Linked DNA regions of Sus scrofa: all the other regions are linked to region 3. Evidence: chromatin contacts called from public HiChIP or PLAC-seq data. All regions are on one chromosome and are shown on one strand. Each heading gives the region's core, a stretch centred on a gene start, on an enhancer-like site or on the middle of the called end of the contact. The rest is flanking DNA. Distances are from core to core; before and after follow the strand shown.

The links. HiChIP or PLAC-seq counts read pairs in DNA pulled down with a chosen protein or histone mark.
Region 1: a contact with region 3 is called in an H3K27ac HiChIP or PLAC-seq map of alveolar macrophages. The contact joins the promoter of SP2 here to the promoter of TBKBP1 in region 3. A contact is called at or near these places in 1 of 47 Hi-C or Micro-C datasets (epiblast stem cells) and 1 of 2 datasets of contacts at active chromatin or transcription factors (alveolar macrophages).
Region 2: a contact with region 3 is called in an H3K27ac HiChIP or PLAC-seq map of alveolar macrophages. The contact joins the promoter of SOCS7 here to the promoter of TBKBP1 in region 3. A contact is called at or near these places in 1 of 5 promoter capture datasets (fetal skeletal muscle) and 1 of 2 datasets of contacts at active chromatin or transcription factors (alveolar macrophages).

What each region holds. Positions count from the first base shown.
Region 1 is chr12:24,150,947-24,155,901 of Sscrofa11.1, reverse strand. SP2 (transcription factor Sp2) reads right to left here and starts at 1,815. Exons shown (of 9, transcript XM_021067084.1): 1 at 1,709-1,815; 2 at 73-185. The coding sequence starts at 79.
Region 2 is chr12:23,720,488-23,725,427 of Sscrofa11.1, reverse strand. It overlaps SOCS7 (suppressor of cytokine signaling 7), which reads left to right and starts at 2,366. Exons shown (of 10, transcript NM_001201486.1): 1 at 2,366-3,167. The coding sequence starts at 2,383.
Region 3 is chr12:23,949,840-23,954,296 of Sscrofa11.1, reverse strand. TBKBP1 (TANK-binding kinase 1-binding protein 1) reads right to left here and starts at 1,331. Exons shown (of 10, transcript XM_021067080.1): 1 at 1,200-1,331.

The DNA of each region.
Region 1 (4,955 bases), core at 566-3,065, 200 kb before region 3:
TGTTGCTTCTTTTAAACAAAGAGGTTAAGCCTCTGTACAACCAAGTGGAAGAACTAGAAATAGACAACTTACCAATCATCCCAGCCAATGAGAATCCATTTCCAACAGGTATTAATGCCTGTTAGAAGCCACTGGAACACTGACATCATCAGCCCAATGGATAGGTTGTCTGACAGATTCGCGCCCTTCATAGCACACAAGAATTTAAAACAAAACAAGACACTGCAGTTATATTTATTATTGCAGACAACAGGTTTGTGTTATCAAATCAAAGTTACTCCTATGGTGTAGACTCCACCATCATTCCATTCAAAGCCTCTGTGAGCTGGCCAACACCCTAAACTTTCCAATCCTAAAAATTTTAATCTAAAATGCCAATTCAACACTTAGCCCTCCACTGTGATACTTAATGCCTTCTGGGGTACAGCATACAAGTTTTAGACAGTGCATGCCAATGTACCTTCTATTTCCAAGGAAACCCATGTAATGGGGGCCCGCATGGGCCAATTCATTGCTTAAAGCAGATCTCCTGGCTCCTCCCTCCCTTTCTCTAAGAAAACGATTAAGTGACCAAGAAGTAGCCTCAGAAGAAGAAACAAACTTAGGAGAATGTGCACTGAGAAAAGCCAGACTGAGTCCCTTCGGATCAGGTTAATTAAGAAACAAACACAACAGTATATTGGAATCAAAACCAAAGAATGCACTGAGGACAGGTTTCTCAACTGCCCAGAGGAGAAGACACAGTTCCTTTTCATCTAAAATTAGAAAGCCACCGGGAACATAAGCCAAGAAAGCATGGGTAGGAGGCTGAGAACCATAAGTCAGCAACGGGGATGGAGAGGGGGTGGAGGAAGAAAGTTAAGCATCCATTTTATTGCTTCTGTCATTCCTTCGGTTTGTTCCTGGCCTTTGGGATTCAGCAGTGCTCCCTCCCCCCGCCCCCCCAACGGGATGCCTGGTACAGGCTGGAAGTTCTGTTAACAAGTTCTTAAACGTCCCACAATTTTGCTAAGAGCTGGCAGATATCTAGCTGGAGGCTCAAGGATGCAAGTGAAATATTAAAAGGTTTCTGCCCACCCCGCAGTCTAAGCAGAGAGGTCATCTACCTAGGGAGTGCCCTCATGTCCTGACACCATCTCTCGACTGGGATACATCAGTAACTCGGTTGGCTTCCAAGCCCAGCAGTGCCCATGTGGTTGGCGCCCTCGGAATTTCAAGCATTCCCCCGCCCCTCTCTGCTCTCGGGAGAATCCTGAATCACTGGTGGGCAAATAGAGTGAGAATGCAAAAGGGTCCCCGAACACAGGGCAAGCGCACAGGGCGTCGACCGCCTCCTCGAAGCCGACCCAGGCAACGTCTCCGGGCCTGGCAGCGCTCAAGCGGGTCGGCCAGGCCGAGGGGGGTGCCAGGCCGGCCCCGGGTGCCCGCTCCTCTCGCCAGCCCCCGGAAGCGCCGCCCTCCCGCCCAGCGGGCTCCGAGGGGGCGGGGAGTCGAACACCCCCTTCCGGGTGCCTCCGCCCGGCTGGCCAGCCCCGCTCCTCCTCCGGGCGGGAATCCTCCCTCCCCGCCCCTCCCGGAGCCGGGCCCCGGCGCCAGGCCCGGCCCCAGGGGGGAACCCTCAGCCCCGGCTCCCCCTCCCTGCGGCCTCTGCCCGTCTTCCCGACCCTTGAGAGCCGGAAAGACCCCGCCGGCAGCGGCCAGGACCCACCGCTCATTACGACATCTTCCTCCCTGGCCTCCGCCGCCTCCGCCGCCACCGAGAGCCTGACACCGCCCGCCTAGCACCCACCAATCCCGGAGCCCGCCACCGCCCGAGCGACGGCAGCGTTCACCAATTAGAGTTCGGTACATTGGGGACCGACAGCAGTACTAACCAATCAAAGAGATGTATCTAGAGCGACGTTGGTTTGGCCAATAAACCTGTGAAATGTCACTGATGGACCGTAGAGGGCACCAACCGGAAGCCTACTGTAGAATGAACGACATGTCCGCCAGCCAACTGGCGGGAGGCAAAGTCCCGCCCACGAGGTGGTTGATGGACAGCAACAGGAAGCTGGATAAGGCGGGGCTTAGCTGAGGAGTGGTTTTGTATTGGTAGTGGTTGACCTTCCACCCACCTCTAACCCAGAAGATGACTGACAGATCTGCCCTAAAGCCAATCAGAAGTCCTCAGGGTGAGGCCGAAAAATGCCCTATAAATAGCATCTACTTTGCACCTTAATCGAGTGTTGCCCTGGCCTGGCGAGGGTTCCTGCGCTTCGGCCACTCAACTACTGCCTGGTGAGTGGAAAACCACCAGTCTCATTTAGTCCCTCACCCTTCATCGCTTCTGGAGAGGGGAATGAGCCCCGAGGTGACTTTGTACAGCGAGGCGTTGGAGTCGGACACAATAGCGAGAGTTGGGGCTGTGTGACTCTTCTGAAGTGAGGGGATTATTTTCATCGTCTCAGTTGAAATCCCTCTTAATCCTCACATGGTTATTTATTGCATCGACTCCTTGATTTGGGCACAGAATCACCCGAAGCTCTCCAAAAAGTAGATTCCCGGGGCCGCCTCATGTGTCCGGGGCAAACCTGGAATATGCATTCTAACCAGCGCCTCCGGTGGACAGAATTGGTCCGTGCCCGACTCACCTCCTTAAATGAGGTGCTGTGAGTACAGCACTTGGCAGGAGCTACGTGGGTAGGTTTCTCTTTCCTATGGATGCGAACTTGGGAAGGCATTCATTAGTAAGAAGAAATCCATTCTGGTTTCAGACCAGCCTGTATTTGAAGTTTTACACAGTCCACTTGCAGAGAGGCAGGGTACCGAAACTCCCTGCACCTTATGGAAAAAAGAGGCTAATTGCAACCACACCTTAGAGCAATGGCTTTTTTTCTTTACTTTTCTTCTCGTTTTTTAAAATCATAGCCCCACAGTGAGAAATACATTTGCATTATGACCTATTACACTTATAACTCCTGTGAGAGTATGATAAAAGTTTTCAGACACAATACTTACCCTTTCTACTTGTGATGCACTGATGTTTTCTAGCCTGTCCTCTTATTTTTTTTGTTTGTTTGTTTTTTGTTTTTTAGGGCCACACCTGTGGTATATGGACATTCCATGGCTAGGGGTCAAATTGGAGCTGCAGCTGCCAGCCTACACCACGGCCACAGCAACACCAGATCCGAACCACATCTGTGACCTACACCACAACTCACAGCAATGCCGGATCCTTAACCCACTGAGCAAGGCCAGGGATCGAACCCGAATCCTCATGGATACTAGTCGGATTTGTTTCTGCTGTGCCACAATGGGAACTCCCTGTTGTATTTTATTCTTTATTCCCTCCCTCCCTCCTCTTCCTTCCTTCCTCCCTCTCTCCCTCCCTTCCTTTTCTTGATCAAGACTGGTGGTTTGAAGACCACCCTCCTAAAGGACTCGTGTGATAAAATACAGCACAGAATGCCCCAAACATTGTAATTGTTGAATAAACGTTAATAGTCTCTTCCAGTCCACCCCTCTCAGACTTAACCTTTGACAAAACCAGACTTCAAAAGATACCACTCTTGGAGTTCCTGTCGTGGCTCAGTGGCTAACGAATCCGACTAGGTACCATGAGATTGCGGGTTCGATCCCTGGCCTTGCTCAGTGGATTAAGGATCTGGCGTTGCTGTGAGCTGTGGTGTAGGTTGCAGATGTGGCTCGGATCCCATGTTGCTGTGGCTCTGGCGAAGGCTAGCAGCTACAGCTCTGATTAGACCCCTGGCCTGGGAACCTCCATATGCCGCAGGAGCGGCCCTAGAAAAGGCAAAAAGACCAAAAAAAAAAAAAAAAGATATCGCTCTTCTAGTTAAGATAGTTAAGATTTTTCATTGGTGCAATTCCTGTTGTGGCGCAGAAGAAACAAATCTGACTAGTAACCATGAGGTTTCGGGCCGAGGGGTGCAGCCCTAAAAAGCCAAAAAAAAAAAAAAAAAAAAAAAAAGATTTGTCATTGGCTCCCAGCCTTCCAGCATCCTGCTGGATAACAAGCCCATACCCCTTGCTGGGCAATGTCCTTCACACTCTTTGTGTATCTCTCATGCTGTATGATCTCCCTCCACCACCCTGTTCCCCTTTCCCAAATTCCTACCTTTTTAACCTCAAGGAAAGATTCCACTATTCCTGAAAATCTGCATCTCTCTATTTTCCTTCCTACTTTACTCTTCCTTCATCTGGATGAACTCCTATGCCCCCTTCAAAGACCTACTTCAAAGTCTACAGAGCCACAGCTTTTTCCTTCTCTGGACTGCTGTTGCTCTTGGCAAGATGCAGAGGCCTTCCCTTGCCTCCTAGCTCATTACACAAGTTTTTTTAGGGCCTCACCCACGGCATGTGGAGGTTCCCAGGCTAGGGGTGGAATCGGAGCTACAGCTGCTGGCCTCCGCCACAGCCACAGCAACGCAGGATCTGAGCCATGTCTGCGACCTACACCCACAGCTCACGGCAACGCCAGATCCATAACCTGCAGAGTGAGGCCAGGGATTGAACCCACAACCTCATGGTTCCTCGTTGGATTCCTTTCTGCTGAGTCATGACAGGAAATCCCTGCACATTTTTATTTTTACTTTTGACTTTGCTGCTAGACTCAGAGCTGTAGTGGAAGGTTTGCAGCTGGTACTAGAGGACTGGGCAAGAGATGTTAAGCTGCTGTAAGCTGCGTTAAAGAATGAATATTTGCATACAATTGTATCTACATAGGACTTGTTTACATAGACCTTGCATTCTGTTCCCAGGCCATTTTTCAAGTTAAGATTGCTTCACTGTCAAGCCAAGGACTCCACCCAGATTCTGTGACTCAGCTATTTAGGGTGTAGGGATTTTTTTAAGGGGGGGGCGGGAGGAGGTGGGGTTGAATAGCCTGCTGGGCAGCTGCCAAACCTCTTGGGACGAAAGCTGGGGCAGCCTGCTTCTCCCACTGGAGAGGCCTG
Region 2 (4,940 bases), core at 1,117-3,616, 230 kb after region 3:
GTCAGATATATGCCCAGGAGTGGGACTGCTGTGATCCTTCCTCCTTAACCATTGCATCCTTCAACATCTCTTGGGGACCATTGCAATGGTTTCCAGACTGGTCTCCCTGTTTCCAGTCATACTTCCTCTACACGATCTTAATCTTATTTGATCTGCAGAGCATGCCCACAAGGAAGCAAAGGAGTAATCCTTATCTCTATTTTGCAGATGAGAAAACTGAGGTCTAATGGTACTGTGGAGCTGCCTCATACAGGCTTGGGAAAGCCAATTGTTAAGATTTCAGAAATTTTGCAAGGCAGCTGTTAAATACAGCCAACTATTAAAAATTAAATTATACAAGGTTATAATTAAATATACTAAAAACAAAGGTAATAAATATCCCTAACTCATCACTTCCTAGTAAGTTTTGTTATTATTAACCTATGGTCTAGAGGTTATTTGTGTTATTATATCTGCATGATGAAACTACTGCATAATAGTATGCTCTATGTGGAGTTTCTGTCGTGGTGCAGTGGAAACAAATCCAACTTGGAAACATGAGGTTTCGGGTTGGATCCCTGGCCCCGCCCAGTGGGTTAAGGATCTGGCATTGCCATGAGCTGTGGTGTAGGTCGCAGACGAGGCTTGGATCCAGCGTTGCTGTGGTGTAGGCTAGCAACTACAGCTCCAATTTGACCCCTAGCCTGGGAACCTCCATATGTTGTTGGTGCGGCCCTAAAAAGCCAAAAAAAAAAAAAAAAAAAAAAGTACACTCTGTGTTCAGTAAAGTCATGATGGTCAATTGAAATGAGCCTTGCATTGGAAGTCTTTGCACCATGAAAATCTGCAAATGCTACAAACTGGGACTTGATTTGTTTTGTTAATTATCTAAATTTAAGAAAGTGATGGAGAAAATGTTAATACTTAAGGTTTTTTTTCTTTTTTGGTCACACCCCCAGCATATGGAAGTTCCTGGGCCAGGGACTGAATTCCAGCTAGAGCTTTGACCTATGCCTCTGCAGCAATGCCGGATCCTTAACTCACTGCGCAGGGTTGGGGATGCAACAGACGCCTTCACAGAGACAAGCTGGATCATTTACCCCTGTGCCGCACTGCACCACAGTGGGAACTCCAATATTTAAGATTTTACATGAACGTGTTATATCTGCAGCCATTACATTGTGTATGGCACAGAAACTCAGGAAATATTCTTTCAGTATTTGAAAACAATTTTCCAATTCAGCAAAGAAGTCGCTTCCATAATGGACAGTTAAGAAGTCTTTGTTTTTTCACTTCCCTCTTACACTGATGCAGAGAACATCAACTAACATCTATGTCACAATTGTATTCTCCAGTCAACTGAAACGACAGGTTGGCCACCCATACAGGAGTCTGGCAAAAATCAATGAAAGCATTCTGTGAGAATCAATTGGTTATAAGGAATTTGCAGTTGTACATTATTATTTGTAAATTCTGTGCTTCACATCCTTTACATCAGCACAATTTATGATAAATTTGTGTGTGTGTATATATATATGCATACATTCCCGTTTTCTCTTGACAATCAGCTGTTCAACACTTATCAGCACATGTCCTGGTCTAGAACATGTTATTCATGTGTCATTTCATAAATACTCACTAGATGCCAAGGGAGGGGGGAAAATACAGTTAATCAATGAACAAACGACGTGGCCACAGTCGCACATCGCAAGCGGCACAGGAGGGACCGGAGCCAGGGGTACTGTCCTCCCAGGGTCAGCGGCTCTCTTCCAGGACTAGCTTAGGCTTCCCAGGGCCACCCCACCTTACCCGCGGGTTGGGGGGGGGCTCGGCCTGAGCACCTGGGAAGTGAAAAACCGGGGTCGCAGTAGGGGGCTAACTGCTAGGCGAGAAGAAGCCCATTGCCAATCGCAGCCCAGGCCGCGCGCAACGTCACGCTCCGTAGAGGCCTGCGCGAGCAAGCTCTGGGGAAAGGGGCGTGGCTATCACGCCAGGAAGTGACGCCACCAGGGGCGGGGCTCGGCGGCGGCGGCGCGCGGCCTGGGCTCGCGCTGGGCTCCGCGCGCCCCCCGCCCCCTGTATGAGGCAGAGGCCGCGGTGGCCGTTAGCGCTGTCGCTCCGGGGGCCGCGGCGGGCGGGGCTCCGGCGGGGCCCGGCCTAGTCCCCACCCCAGCCCGGCTCCCAGCCGCCCGCCCTCCCTCCCTCTCCCCGATGCAGGGGGCCGAACTCCGGGATGGCGAGGCGGCGGCGGCGGCCGCTTCGTACCGCGTCCTGAGCCGCCTGCTCGGCTATGGAGAGGCGGCCCCCGAGCCAGGCCCGCCGCCGCCGCCCCCGGGCCATGGCCCCGCGCCGCCACCCTTCCTCGCGCGGCCCGGCCCGCGGGGCTCCAGGCCGCCGCAGCTGATGGTGTTCCGCAACGTGGGTCGGCCGCCGGAGGAGGAGGACGCGGAGGCGGCCCCGGATCCGGGACCCTCAGAACTGCTGTGTCCCCGGCACCGCTGTGCTCTGGACCCCAAGGCCCTGCCTCCGGGGTTGGCGCTCGAGCGGACCTGGGGTCCGGCAGCTGGACTAGAGGCGCAGTTGGCGGCCCTGGGGCTCGGGCAGTCGGCGGGGCCGGGAGTCAAGACGGTCAGCGGGGGTTGCTGCCCATGTCCGTGCCCCCCGCAGCCGCCCCCTCCGCAGCCCCAGCCGCCTGCTGCCGCCCCGCAGGCCGGGGAGGACCCCACGGAAACCAGCGACGCGCTGCTGGTCCTAGAGGGCTTGGAGTCGGAGGCCGAGAGCCTGGAGACTAACAGCTGCTCGGAAGAGGAGCTCAGCAGCCCGGGCCGCGGAGGAGGAGGGGGCGGCCGGCTTCTGCTGCAGCCCCCTGGCCCTGAATTACCCCCGGTGCCCTTCCCAATGCAGGACTTGGTCCTTCCAGGGCGCCTGAGTAGAGGGGAGCAGCAGCAACAGCAGCAGCAACCTCCCCCGCCCCCACCTCCTCCTGGGCCCCTCCGGCCGCTCGCGGGCCCTTCTCGGAAGGGCTCCCTCAAAATTCGCCTCAGTCGCCTCTTTCGCACGAAGAGCTGCAACGGTGGCTCCGGCGGTGGGGATGGGGCCGGCAAGAGGCCTTCTGGAGAGCTGGCTGCTTCAGCTGGGAGCCTGACAGACATGGGAGGCTCTGCGGGCCGGGAGCTGGACACCGGGAGGTGAGACCGGCTGGGGCGGGCGGGCGGGCGGGCTGCCTGATAAACTTCCCCCTTCTTCTTTCATTTTCCCTTTTATTGTACTGCTAACACGATCCTGACAGTGCTTAGGCAATGGTCTTCATAAGGAGGCAGAGACTGCGGGCTAAAGGTGGTGACATTGCTCATTAGGTCAGCGCCCATTGTGGGAGCAGCATTCACTCTGAGAATTCACTCCCAGGTGAGACTTCTCAGCTGGTTAGAATTTCTCTAATCAGGAGATAATTTGAAATCATTCCCCACACGCCTACCCTGGCCCAGCTTTTAAAGTTTTTACAAGGTATCTTATCTATCCTAACCCCTGGCAGAGAGCTTGCTGGAAATGTGGGCCCTCTGGGGCAAAAAAGTTGATGTTGCGTTTTGACTCCCTTGCTGATTCTTCTGTGTACCAGCACCCCACTCCCTTCACACTCATGTGTAGAGATGATAGGACAGACTTGTGAGGTTATAGGCCTGCAGCAGTCAGTTGGGCAGCTCTATTCACAGTTTTAATGTTTTCTTGGTTGGTCGCTTAGGTGTGCTTGGTATCCCAGCCTGTGTGCTGACCACTGGGAGAAAAAATTGCTTTTCTCAAGCCCATATGAGAATTCTAAGTATGAGCTATAGGCATTGATACATGAGTTCTAGGCCAGTTGATGAAGATTCCAAACTTAGACGTGGAGTTTTTTCCTGCATTTCTGAAGGGTTGAATCCAGTGTTAGATCTGTAGGTTGTTTGTATTGCCCTTGTGGTGTGCACTGCTGAGTGGGTTCTTAGAAAGATTGGAACTGGTTTTGGTGCAGCTCCTGTGATGGGTTCGTGAGACATCCTGACAGTCACAACCCAAGGCTGAAAAAACAGACAAATAAACAGAACTTTACTGTGCCCCAGTATCACGTGGAATGCTCTGGGAAAAGATCAGAGGGCCCCAGAATTCCAATTTTTAAAAAACTCCCCAGTTGGTTCTGAGGTATGATCTGGACTGGAATCACTCATCCATGGACTTCTCTTTTCACGAGAACTTGTACTCCCAGAGGAAAGTGTGGGATCAGTTTGATTTTGTTGCCGTCTCTGAACAGCTGTGCCAGGGGCTCATCCTGGGTTCAGACCAAACCTAAACTCCAGAAAGAAATCAGTAGGCAGATGTCTGTTGCCCGTTCAGGTAGACGTATGTTTCCGCATCTGCCTGGCAGTGAGCTCATGCTGGGCGCTCGGGTCTGAAAAAGTGTGTGGCTGCTGAAACAGCTTTTTTTGTGGGAGACTCTGCATTTGATGCCCCACTTAACCAGTTTAGATGAAATTTTCATCAGCTGGGGGGTGCGGAGGGGAGGGCAGGATGGAAGCTGTGGGTAACGACAGGATAGATTGCTAATTTTCCTGTGGTTTGTCTTGCCTTTGTTCCATATTGACCAGGACTTGGTCTAAGATTCCAGAGACACCAAATATGAGGTGTGGCGTGAAATTAGCTGCTACGTCTAATAGATTAGGAAGAGGAAAAGACATATAACATCATACGGGTTTTTGCCTTTGGAAGCAGAATTTAATGGTCATTGGCTTCTCTTGTCACCAAGCCTCACAGTAAGCACAATACAGATTTCTACTGCAGAGCACATTGGGCTGTGGCTCTGCAAAGAAGCTTAGTGCAGGGCACTGGAGAATTACATTTCTTGGTCCAAGAGCTCTTCTGATGAATTGGAAAAGAGCTAGGTCTTCCTGTATGAACGTTTGGTTGACTGCTGTTAGGAGGCAGCATGTTGC
Region 3 (4,457 bases), core at 82-2,581:
AAGCCTGGCCTGTGTGCCTGCACAGAGGGAAATGGGGAGCCCTGGGAGGGGGCAGGAATGACTCAGGGCTCCCGAAAGAGTAGGCGAGGGGGTGCGTGTGTACTTCTTCTGGCCCTGTTTATGAATGTGTGTCTGTGGTTGGCATGTGTGGGGGGAGTGTGTGCGTCTGTGAATGAGTGTAGGTGTGTCACAGTCAATGAGTGCCTTAGCGGGGCTTCGGGTGGGGGTCGGATGGAGTGGGGAAGTGGCCAGGAGGCCGTGAGTGTTTGTGTGTGCGAGTGTGTGCACGCGTGCGTGAGCGTGTGTGAAGGGTGGGCACGTTCGGGGCCGTGTGTCACGTGAGGCACTATGGGAATGTCCGAGGTGTGTGCGCGCGCGCCGGAGCGTGTGTGCGAGTTAGGAGAGGGGGCTCCCGAGGTGTGAGTTGAGGCCGTGGGGTCTGCGACCCCCAAAGCCTGGCAGCAGGAGCCTGGGATGGGGAGGGTTCAGGCCCAGGCTCCAACACCGCCCCTCATGAAGTGCCAGGGGAACGCCTGTGACCGGGTCTGAGCGAGGAGTGTGTGCGCGTGTTTGTGGGGCTGGCCCCACCTTTAACCCTCTCCTCCCCAGGCCCATCCTCTCTCCCCCAACTCCGCTCGCCAGCGCTCACCACACCCCCGGACCCCCGCGGCCCGCCACCTTGGGCCCAATCCCACTAGCAGGGGTTCTGCCCCCAGGGCTGCCCCGACCCGCGTTTGCTTCCTCCGCATTCTCGCCTCTGCCCAGCGGCCCCGCGCCAGAGCGACGGCAGGCGGGTGGGGAGGGGGGTGCCTCCTCGGGGCCCCCGGACCCCTTCTGCGGCCCCTTTAAGAGCCGCCCTTTAAACCCCTTTAGCTCGGCGGACAGAAATTGTCGCCCCTCCCCTCTCGGGGGCCGAGACCAGGCAGCCCCCTCCCCCACCGCTGCCGGCCTCGCCCCGGGCCCCCCGGTCCGCTGTCCCCGCGCCGGGGAAGGGGCTCCAGAGGCGGCGCGGCCTGAGGAGCGGCGGAGAGGGGGGAAAGGGGGATTGCGGGCGGCCGACGCCGGACCCTTCCCCTCCCTGCCACCCTGAGCCAACTGCAGGCCAACCTCCCGCCCCCTCCTCCTGCCCACCCCGCGACCCCCGGGGCCGGCCCTGGGCACCGCTCCCCTCCCCCCCGCCCTGCCCTGCCGGGACTTACAGCTGCTGCTGGTTCCTGCTGGTAATCGCAGCTTACCCCCTCCGCCTGCTCCCTCCCCAGACGGGCACCGGTGCCCCCACCCCCCTGGCACCGCGCTCTGCTCTCGCCCTGTCGCCGCCGCCGGGTCTCTCCCCACCCCCCACCCCTCCCCCCAACCCCCCTCCCTCGCTCCCGCCCCGCTCCTCCTCCGCCGCCGCCGCCGCCGCCGCCGCCGCCTCCTCCTCCTCCCCGGCTGCTCCGGGTTTCTCCGGCTGGGAAGGCGCCCCCGACCCCGCCGCGGCCACCACCACGTGGCAAGGGGCGGCCGGCCCCCGCGGTGCGGTTTGGCCTGGCAGCGCGCCCGGCGCCCACCGGCTCCCTGCCGAGCGGCCCGCGCTCCGCGCCCCCTCCCCGACGCCTCCCATCGCAGTGTGGCGTGGCGGAGTGTGTGGGGGTGTCCGTGGACCGCGCAGGGGCTCAGGTGATGCTTTGGGATTTGCTTTGGGGCTGTATATTTTGGGGGAAAGGGAGGCTCTTTATTTGGATTGTTTTGGTCTTTGCTCTTTTGAGAAGAAAAATATTAGACTGATTCTTCATTGCTCTTGGGGGAGGGGGCATTGCTCTGATAATAAATACACTGGCCATAGGGTCCAGTCGGAGTGATTGGAGTTAAATCAGTAACTTCTTCGGAAGTGAGAATGAACTAAGTGGATTAAGGTTCATTTAGGAAGGGGGACAGCTTTCCTCTGTCGCACACACAGTCCCCTCCCCCAACACACAGAAGCACCCACAGGCCAGCGAAATGAACAAACAACAGATTTCACCCTTTCCACAAAGATTATTTGAGCACCTGCCAAACTGCTGGGCAGGAGTCACAAGTTTTTGCCACTTTCCCACTGTGTGACCTTGGGCAAGTTACCTAACCTCTCTGAATTAAATTGGAGATAATTCCTGACCTGGACAACTATGGGAGAGAAAAGGGGATCAGAAATAAAGGTGCTCCATGAATCCTTAGGGGGTGTTAGTGGTTATCCTCTGTATCCTCTGATGGATTAAAAAAAATGTGGGCAGAAGTATGGTCAGCCTGGTTGCAGTTAGGGAATGATCAGAGGACTCTGGCTAACCCCTGACCAGCCAACCCTGGAAGCAGGGTGTGTATGGGCTAAGCAGGGGGCTCAGCATTTAGCTCGAAGCCTCCCATCTGGACAGATGGTACAGGCTGCTGGGAACCTGAGCCTACTTTTTTGGATCCTGGGGAGGGGGGTGGTGCATCTGGAGGGGTCAAGAGAAAAGGTTTCTTAGTTGCTTTGAGCTTTGAGAGCAGCAGCTGCTGCCATCTTGCCCCACTACAGGGAGAAGACTGGACTGAAAGGTGAGCTCTGCCACCCAGGAGAGTCAGCAGGGGCTGTGTACTCTTTCTCTTCAAAGAAAGGGATTCTCCTTGGCTCCCTTCCTCCTCCTCCTTCTGGGTTCCCTTCTAGTCTCTCCTGCTAACTCCTGCTCCCTTTTACAGTCCAGAATGCCAGCTTTCTCTGAACCGTGCGAGACAACCTGCCTCTAGATAGGAAGGCTAGCTGGCTGGGTCACCTGTCACCCCACTAATCCTGAGGGCTAGGCAGGTGTCATCTCCCTTAAGGCTGCACAGGTTCTCTTCCAGAACTCTTAGAAGACCAGGCAAAAGATTGGAGGCTGGGCTTAAAGGTGTGGGGTTATCTCTGGGGCCTCAATAAGTGTGGACTTGGCCACCAACTGGACCTGAAACTGCTGGCAAGCTTTCCCTCCCTGGAAAGGGTACTGGGTCCAGGTACTGTCTGACCACATACGCTGTGGGATGAGTTGTCAGCCTCTAATGCTGCTGGGCTGCTCAGGGGTACAGGCCTGAGTCACCAGGCAAGGCCCAATGACTTATCCTGGAGTATAGGCAGTTGGTGGCAAAACCCCAACAGAGGCTATGCCTGGTTCAGGTGCCCCCTAAATATCTCCCCCAAATCTAGATCTGATCTCATTGCATTCTCTTTCTGGTTCTGTCATATATATGTGTATATATATATATATATATATATATATATATATATGTATGTATATATATATGTATGTATATATATATATATATATATTTTTTTTTTTGTCTTTTTTGTTGTTGTTGTTGCTATTTCTTGGGCCGCTCCCGCGGCATATGGAGGTTCCCAGGCTAGGGGTTGAATCGGAGCTGTAGCCACCAGCCTACGCCGGAGCCACAGCAACGCGGGATCCGAGCCGCGTCTGCAACCTACACCACAGCTCACGGCAACGCCGGATCCTTAACCCACTGAGCAAGGGCAGGGACCGAACCCGCAACCTCATGGTTCCTAGTCGGATTCGTTAACCACTGCGCCACGACGGGAACTCCTATATTATTTTTTTTAATGGCCACACCCATGGCATATGGAAGTTCCCGGGCCAGGGGCTGAATTTGAGCCACAGATATGACCGACACCAGATCCTTTAACCCACTGTACCTGGCTGGGGATCAAACCCTCGCCTCAGCACTGGCCCAAGCCGCTACAGTGAGTCTTAACCCACTGTGTACCGCAAGAACTTCCTGTTGCTCATAGATAGTTTTGAGAGCAGGGACCATATGCCATTCGTCTTTATATCCCCAGGTGCCCTAATAGAACCTGCTCACTATACATTTATTTATTTGACAGAGATTCCTTGAACACCTGTTATTTGCTGGATGCTGAGAGCACAGTAATGGGCCTGTCCCCGAGGGACCAGCATGTCTCTCTTGCCCTCTTGGAGCTTATATTCTAGTAGAGGAGTCAGACCAAAAAAGAAAAAAAGGGAAGTTAACAAATGAAATAATTACTGCAGGTGCGGCCCTAAAAAGCGGGGGGGAAAAAAAAAAAAAAACCAGAGGTCTCTCTGACTAGGTGATGTTTAAGCTAAATCTTAAAGGGTAGGAGGCGTGTTCCTGGTTGAATGAGTTAAGGTGAAAGAAGTGGTGTGACTTTGCATCAGTTGCTTCACCTCTCTAGGCCTATCTCTTCCTCTGAGAAAATGGGAGATTGGGCTGGATTCCTTCAAAGAACTCATGATATTAGCAGGGCTCATGATGGTAGAGACAGAAAGGTGAAACCTAGGATCCCGGTGAAAGGGGAAGGGAGGTAAGATGAAGTGAGAGGAGAAGGGGGAATGTGGACAGGGTGGACAGCTGGGCAGGCTCAGGTTATAAGACATTTCTCAGTAGCATTCATGGGTGCTGTGAGAGAGCACAGCACCCATGCCTCCTCCAGTGGC